Regions from separate parts of the Hordeum vulgare genome. Here region 1 is linked to region 2. A link is a contact called in public Hi-C data. All regions are on one chromosome and are shown on one strand. The core of a region is the stretch at or near the end of the contact, and the rest is flanking DNA. Distances in the headings are between cores, read along the strand shown.

Region 1 (2,963 bases), core at 36-2,535, 130 kb before region 2:
TTATCAGAGATGGTATTGTAAGCAGTACTCCTTGAAACTCTATTATTTCCCTGGCTATCTGAATATGATTGTTCATCTGCCGACTTAGTTGCAGCTACTCTTTTCTTGGACCAGAGAGGTTCATCTGACTCCGCAATTCGGACAAAAAAGTTGGATCTTTTGAATTGTTGCAGCACGGTTTCTATTTGCTGTTTGCGATCTTCCATCCGAAGGAGAGATTCAGTCTCCACGATATCTTGCTCTGAAGGAGATGCTTTCTCGTCAAGTTCAACACTCTCCATGTTGTCCTCAACACCAAGAGAACTATTTTCTCCGGCTGTTCCATTTGTATCCCCATTCTCACTGACAGGGCTAGATTTATTTGTGGGGTGCAGCGGCGAATTTCCGTTCTTAGACATCACGGCAGCAATTCTAAACGGAGATATGGAGGTCATATCTTGCTTAGAGGCTGATAGGCACGCCAGTATATGAACCTGCTCGCCTGATAACCGAACTAATTCAGACACCAAAACAAAAACCAGGTACAAGCAGCAGGTAAGGTAGAAGCCAAGTAACTTTACCGGGAAAAAGGAAGGGGCGATCCAAAGGCCGCAGCTGCAGCATGTCTGAAACCTCACTCCAATCCTCAGGAAGCTCCTCTGCGGAAGTAAATTGTAAATCAGTAAGCTACCGGGCCAAGGAGAAATGTTGCAGTACTGAAATCTGCAATGCGACGAGGAGAGAGCCAAGCAAGGGGAAAGGGGCACCAACTGTTGGGAATTGCGATCCACCCTTCGTCCTGGGAAACATCGCTGTGCTTTCCGGGCGGAGCCGAACTTTTGGAATCTGGGGAGGTGGCAGCCGGCGGGGAAGCAGCAGCGTCCCCGCCGATCTCTCCGGCTCCGTTGCTGGCAGTTCCGTCCTCCTCGGCGGACGCGGAGACGCGGAACGGGTCGTCGGCGATGAGGCCCTCCAGGGTCTTGGGCTGCTCGGGGATCCGCGGCAGCTCGGGCTGCGCGGCTCGGTAGAGGAAATTCATGGCCGCTCGCCGTCAGCCGCGCGAGCAGGGGGGGGGAGGCGCGGAATGGCCCTGGCGGGCGTCCTGGCTCGACTCCGCACGGCAGAGCGAGGGCCGCCTCGGGCGCTCCGAGCCCGCCGGGCCCCCGCGCGTCGGCGCGGGTCGGTGGGCGGGGATCTCGGGAGGTGGTGGGAGGGGACGAAGAGGAAGAGGAAGAGGAAGAGCTGCGTCCTGCTGGTGGAGTCGTGGGTGGTCCCTCGGCGTCGAGCGGGGCAGGCAGATCTGACTGAGCCGGAGACGACGATGATCCATGCCATGGCTTAAACTAATCTTCTTCCCCCTCGTTGCCAACTAGCACAGGGCCCAGCACAGCCCAGCTCCCGGCCCAAACAACAAAACGGCTGGGCCCAGCCATCTCTCTTTGTTTCCTTCCCTTCTTGGTGTGTCCCGTTTGGATCAATCAAGAATTCAAGTTAACAAAATGTTCATTTGATCAATAGTGCTTCTCTTCCTTCTAAAAAAAGACGGTGCTTCTCTTCACTCACTCTATGGTCGATTTGGTCTGCGCATGGCAAGGCTATCCATGAGGGGGTCTTTCGGAGTCCCTAGGTGACCTTCATGTTCGCGAAGAGGTTCATCGAGGAGCTTGATACAATCAAGCAAAAAACAGTCATCTCAGTCTCAGGTAGCGCATGATCAGCATGCGATCATTTAAAGATGTACAAAGGCTCTATCGGAGGATTTTATGAAGATCCATGTGGACGCGGGAGTACGAGCAAGGCGAGGATGCTCTATAGGCAGATCGGCGTTGTTCATAGTCGGGGTGGAGGATCCCGCAACACTTGAGGCCATCGCCTATCGGGAAGCTTTCACCCTAGCTAAAGATCTTCATGTGCAAAACTTTGTCATATCTTCACACACCAAGCAAGTCATTTCAGATATCAACAAAGGTTTCAAAGATCGTTTGGTGCTATCATTAGAGAAATTAAGATTAATTATAGTACTCTAAGTTGTTCTTTCATTTTCGTAGGTCGTGATGTTAACGGTGAAGCACATAGTCTAGCTAAGTTTTCCCTTACCCTTGGGCAGGGACGTCATATCTAGTTTGGCCAACCCCATGACCCAAATTGTATCTCATAAATTGTGGATTGTGATGAATGGGACTTGGCTTTACCCCTCAACAAAATTTTGAGCAATCGAGATAGATCTTTGGCAGCACAACTGGATCCCGCGGCCTAGCAGTATGTGATCGATTATGAGTCGGGTTACTAATCCTCTGCAACGAGTGAGCGATCTAATAACAGACAATGCAGACTCGGACCTAACTTTGCTTGTCGAGGTTTTCCTACCTACCAACGCATAAGCCATTCTATCAATCCATCTTTGCACTGAGCAGATTTATGACTTTTGGGCTTGGGTACATGAGAAGATTGGAGTCTTCAACGTTCGGTCGACATATCATATGCTCGTCTGCACTAAACTTAGACAAAAAGCTTGGTTAGAGGGTTGCCCCGACACCTCAAACTCTGATGTAGAAATAAAGTCATGGATTATGATTTGGAAGATCAATGTACCATCCAAGATCAAAGTTTTTATATGTATGCTATCGCAACAATCATTGCCGACTACTGATCTCATGCACCACTATAGCACATGTCTAACAGTACAAAGTTGTGGTATCTGTGGTTCTAATGACACCTGGCAACACTCATTGCTCCAGCGTGATGTTGGTCACTATGTGTGGGCACGACACGACACTGATCTTGTGGAGGTGATGAACAGAGTAAGAGAACCAGCTGCAAAAAGATGGTTCTTCTCACTAATGAATGCACTCCAGCATGGTGTTTTTGTGTTGGTTCTTATTACTCTATGTGTGGTCTGATATATGCACGATAGGCTATCCATGTGCAATTTTTTTGGAGCCTTTTTGCAACACATAGTTTTGTGATGAGGTATATAAAGGAAC
Region 2 (2,981 bases), core at 451-2,950:
TGCCCATTGATAGTGTAGTTGCAAGCTGGAGCATCAACACTATCAAGCCTAGCAAGCATATGAGACCGTTGCAACACATTGATATCATTTACAGTACCCGACATACCAAAAAAGCAATATCAAATTCATAAATCATGTGAAGCTACAGCCTCTAGCACAATTGTTGCATCGCGAGACTTGCCACAATACATTCCCTGCCATGCCTTTGGGCAATTTTTTCAAGTCCAATGCATACAATCTATGCTTTCTAGCATGCCATGCCAACCTCTTCTTTCATTAAATGACATCAATTTTTTGATATGTACTAAATCCCTTCAAGCCCGTGACATTTCTTCTTTGAGTAAAATATTGACAATTGGCCTCACAAGCTTGAACAATTTTTACAAAGAGGGATTTGCGCATACGGTACCTTCTTCGGAAGAGGTGCGACTTATATATAGGATTGGCGGCGAAGTAGTCTTGCATCAGCATCTCGTTCCCGAGATGGCGATTTCGAGGAATGCAAAGACGACCGACGGTCGATCATCGCCGCCTCTTTTGGTTCTCATCTTCGTGCTCCTTCACGACAAGGGCCATCACCAAACTCTGCTGGTGAAATGTGAGAAGCATCGTCTAAACATCCGAGTCATTCGAATCGAATGAATCATCGAGCAGAAACTTCTCGCACAGGCTCAACTCCATCTCCGACGGTGGCTCTCCGGCCGTGGTGGATTGGCGGATCCGGGGAAGCCGGTGCAGCGCCTCGGTGGAAGAGGGCAGGGGCGCCCCAGCGGCGCGATTTACCCCGTAGATTTGGCGGAATCGCCGACGGTGGACTCGCACAACCAATGGTGGGGCGGCGGCGGAAGGGGGGGTGGGGGGTGGGGAAAGGGCGCTGACTGAAATGTCCGCCCCGCCAACCGCTTTCCTGGGATACAAGGCACCGTATAGGCGAGGTGAAAACCTGTGTTTTCACGGGTCGGGGAGAGGATTTTGCCGCGCCCTTCAAAACAGTCTACGGTTCGGACGCGTTTTCGGGGTTTGATCGGACAACATTTTCCGTACAAACCCGTATTTTGACGGTTATTTTGCGGGTCGGGACATTATACGGGATCTGCTAGAATGCTCTTAATTGTGTTTTTGAAAAAGGTTGTGCAAGCTTATATTTTTTTATTAAAAGTATTTCACTCAATTGATATATCAGGTGATACAACCGTAATGAAAGAATGTTCAGTCTCTGCACAGCGTGATGCACACAGCCAACAAGCCCAACTAACCTAAAAAAGAATATCGCTTTACAGCAAAAATAAACCAATCCAGTCTATGATGGGGCAAATCATATCCGAAGATTACACGTCATTCATATCAAAAGAAAACCTCCTAGTTGTATGCTTCAGCCGGTGTAGTTAGAGAAAAAAATTTACTAGTGTAAAAGTGACTTGCACCAGCAAATCGAGGCGATTTACAGATAGTCACTCCCTCATTTGACACATATCTAAAAAAAAGTGTTCGTAATTGCGTCAATTATTTTATGGACTACAAGGAGCAAGAAAATATATACTGACACAGATAGTCTTGCATGTGTTGCCTAAAAAAAAAAAGATAGCCTTGCATTGCATGTGTTGCCGTAATAAAAAATACAACAGCCTTGAACGGATGATGGGCAACCGTCCGCGCCCAAATCAGATCGGTCAAATCACGCGTAGTACTCCTACACAGAGACAAATAAAGCCAAGACTGTACAGCAATCGCGATAGCGTCAGGACTCGGCGGAGCTCGATCACCACAGCCCTCCTCTCCTCCTCACCCATCCCAGCGGCCCGGGTTTGGGCTCGGCGCCGCGGCCAAATCTTTCGCGGCCGCAATCGCACGGGCCAAACGAGCAGTCCAGCCCCAGCCCCGACGATGGCGGCGCCGGCGGCCGGGTACGGCGCGGACGGCGTGTACCGCTCGCTGCGCCCGCCGGCGCGCATCCCGTCCGACCCAGGCCTGTCCGTCGCCGACCTCCTCCTCCGCCGCGCCGACGCGTGCCCGTCCGCGCCCGCGCTGATCGACGCCGCCACGGGCCGCGCGCTCTCCTTCGCCGGCCTCCGCTCCGCGGTGCTCACCACGGCCGTCGCGCTCGCCTCCCGCGCGGGCGTCCGCCCCGGCGACGCCGTGCTCCTCCTCGCGCCCAACTGCGTCCTCTACCCGGTCTGCTTCTTCGCGGTCACCGCCGTCGGCGCCGTCGCCAGCACCGCCAACCCGCTCTACACCCCGCGGGAGATCGCCAAGCAGGCGTCCGACGCCCGCGTCAAGCTCGTCGTCACCGTGGCGGAGCTGCTCCCCAAGGTCGCCGCCCTCGGCCTGCCCGTCATCCTCCTCGACGACGCCGCGTCCGCCACCCCATCGGCGACGGCCAACGTGACGCTCTACTCGGACCTCGTGTCCGGCGCGGACGAGTCCCAGTACCGCCGCCCGCCGACAAAGCAGGGCGACACGGCCGGGTTGCTCTACTCCTCCGGCACGACGGGGGAGAGCAAGGGCGTGGTCCTGACGCACCGCAACTTCATCGCGGCGGCGACGATGGTGACGTCGGACCAGGACGAGCGGGGGGAGCCGCCCAACGTGTTCCTCTGCTTCCTGCCCATGTTCCACATCTTCGGCCTCTCCGTCATCACCTTCGCGCAGCTGCAGCGCGGCAACGCCGTGGTCGTCATGTCGGGCTTCGCCATGGACTCGGTGATGAGGGCCGTGCAGCAGCACCGGGTGACGCACGTCTTCTGCGTGCCGCCGGTGATGATCGCGCTCGCCAAGCACGGGCGGGTCGGCAAGTACGACCTCAGCTCGCTCAAGTTCATCGGCTCCGGCGCCGCGCCGCTCGGCAGGGACGTCATGGAGGTGGTGGCCAAGAACTTCCCCGACGCCGAGATCGTTCAGGTAACCAACCAGTCAGAATCAGAATCATCCAGCCAGCTGCTCTGCACTTTTTATCTGCTGTTTTGGAAGGACCAGATCGACTT

The links. A called contact is a pair of places that touch in the nucleus more often than the background predicts.
Region 1: a contact with region 2 is called in a Hi-C map of leaf, with 6 times the contacts expected there. The contact joins the promoter of LOC123449472 here to the promoter of LOC123449468 in region 2. A contact is called at or near these places in 2 of 6 Hi-C or Micro-C datasets (leaf and seedling) and 1 of 1 datasets of contacts at active chromatin or transcription factors (embryo).

The regions. Positions count from the first base shown.
Region 1 is chr4H:553,661,893-553,664,855 of MorexV3_pseudomolecules_assembly, reverse strand. It overlaps LOC123449472, which reads right to left and starts at 1,285. Exons shown (of 10, transcript XM_045126709.1): 1 at 751-1,285; 2 at 561-638; 3 at 1-481. The coding sequence starts at 1,018.
Region 2 is chr4H:553,527,623-553,530,603 of MorexV3_pseudomolecules_assembly, reverse strand. LOC123449468 (4-coumarate--CoA ligase-like 1) reads left to right here and starts at 1,700. Exons shown (of 6, transcript XM_045126703.1): 1 at 1,700-2,898. The coding sequence starts at 1,885.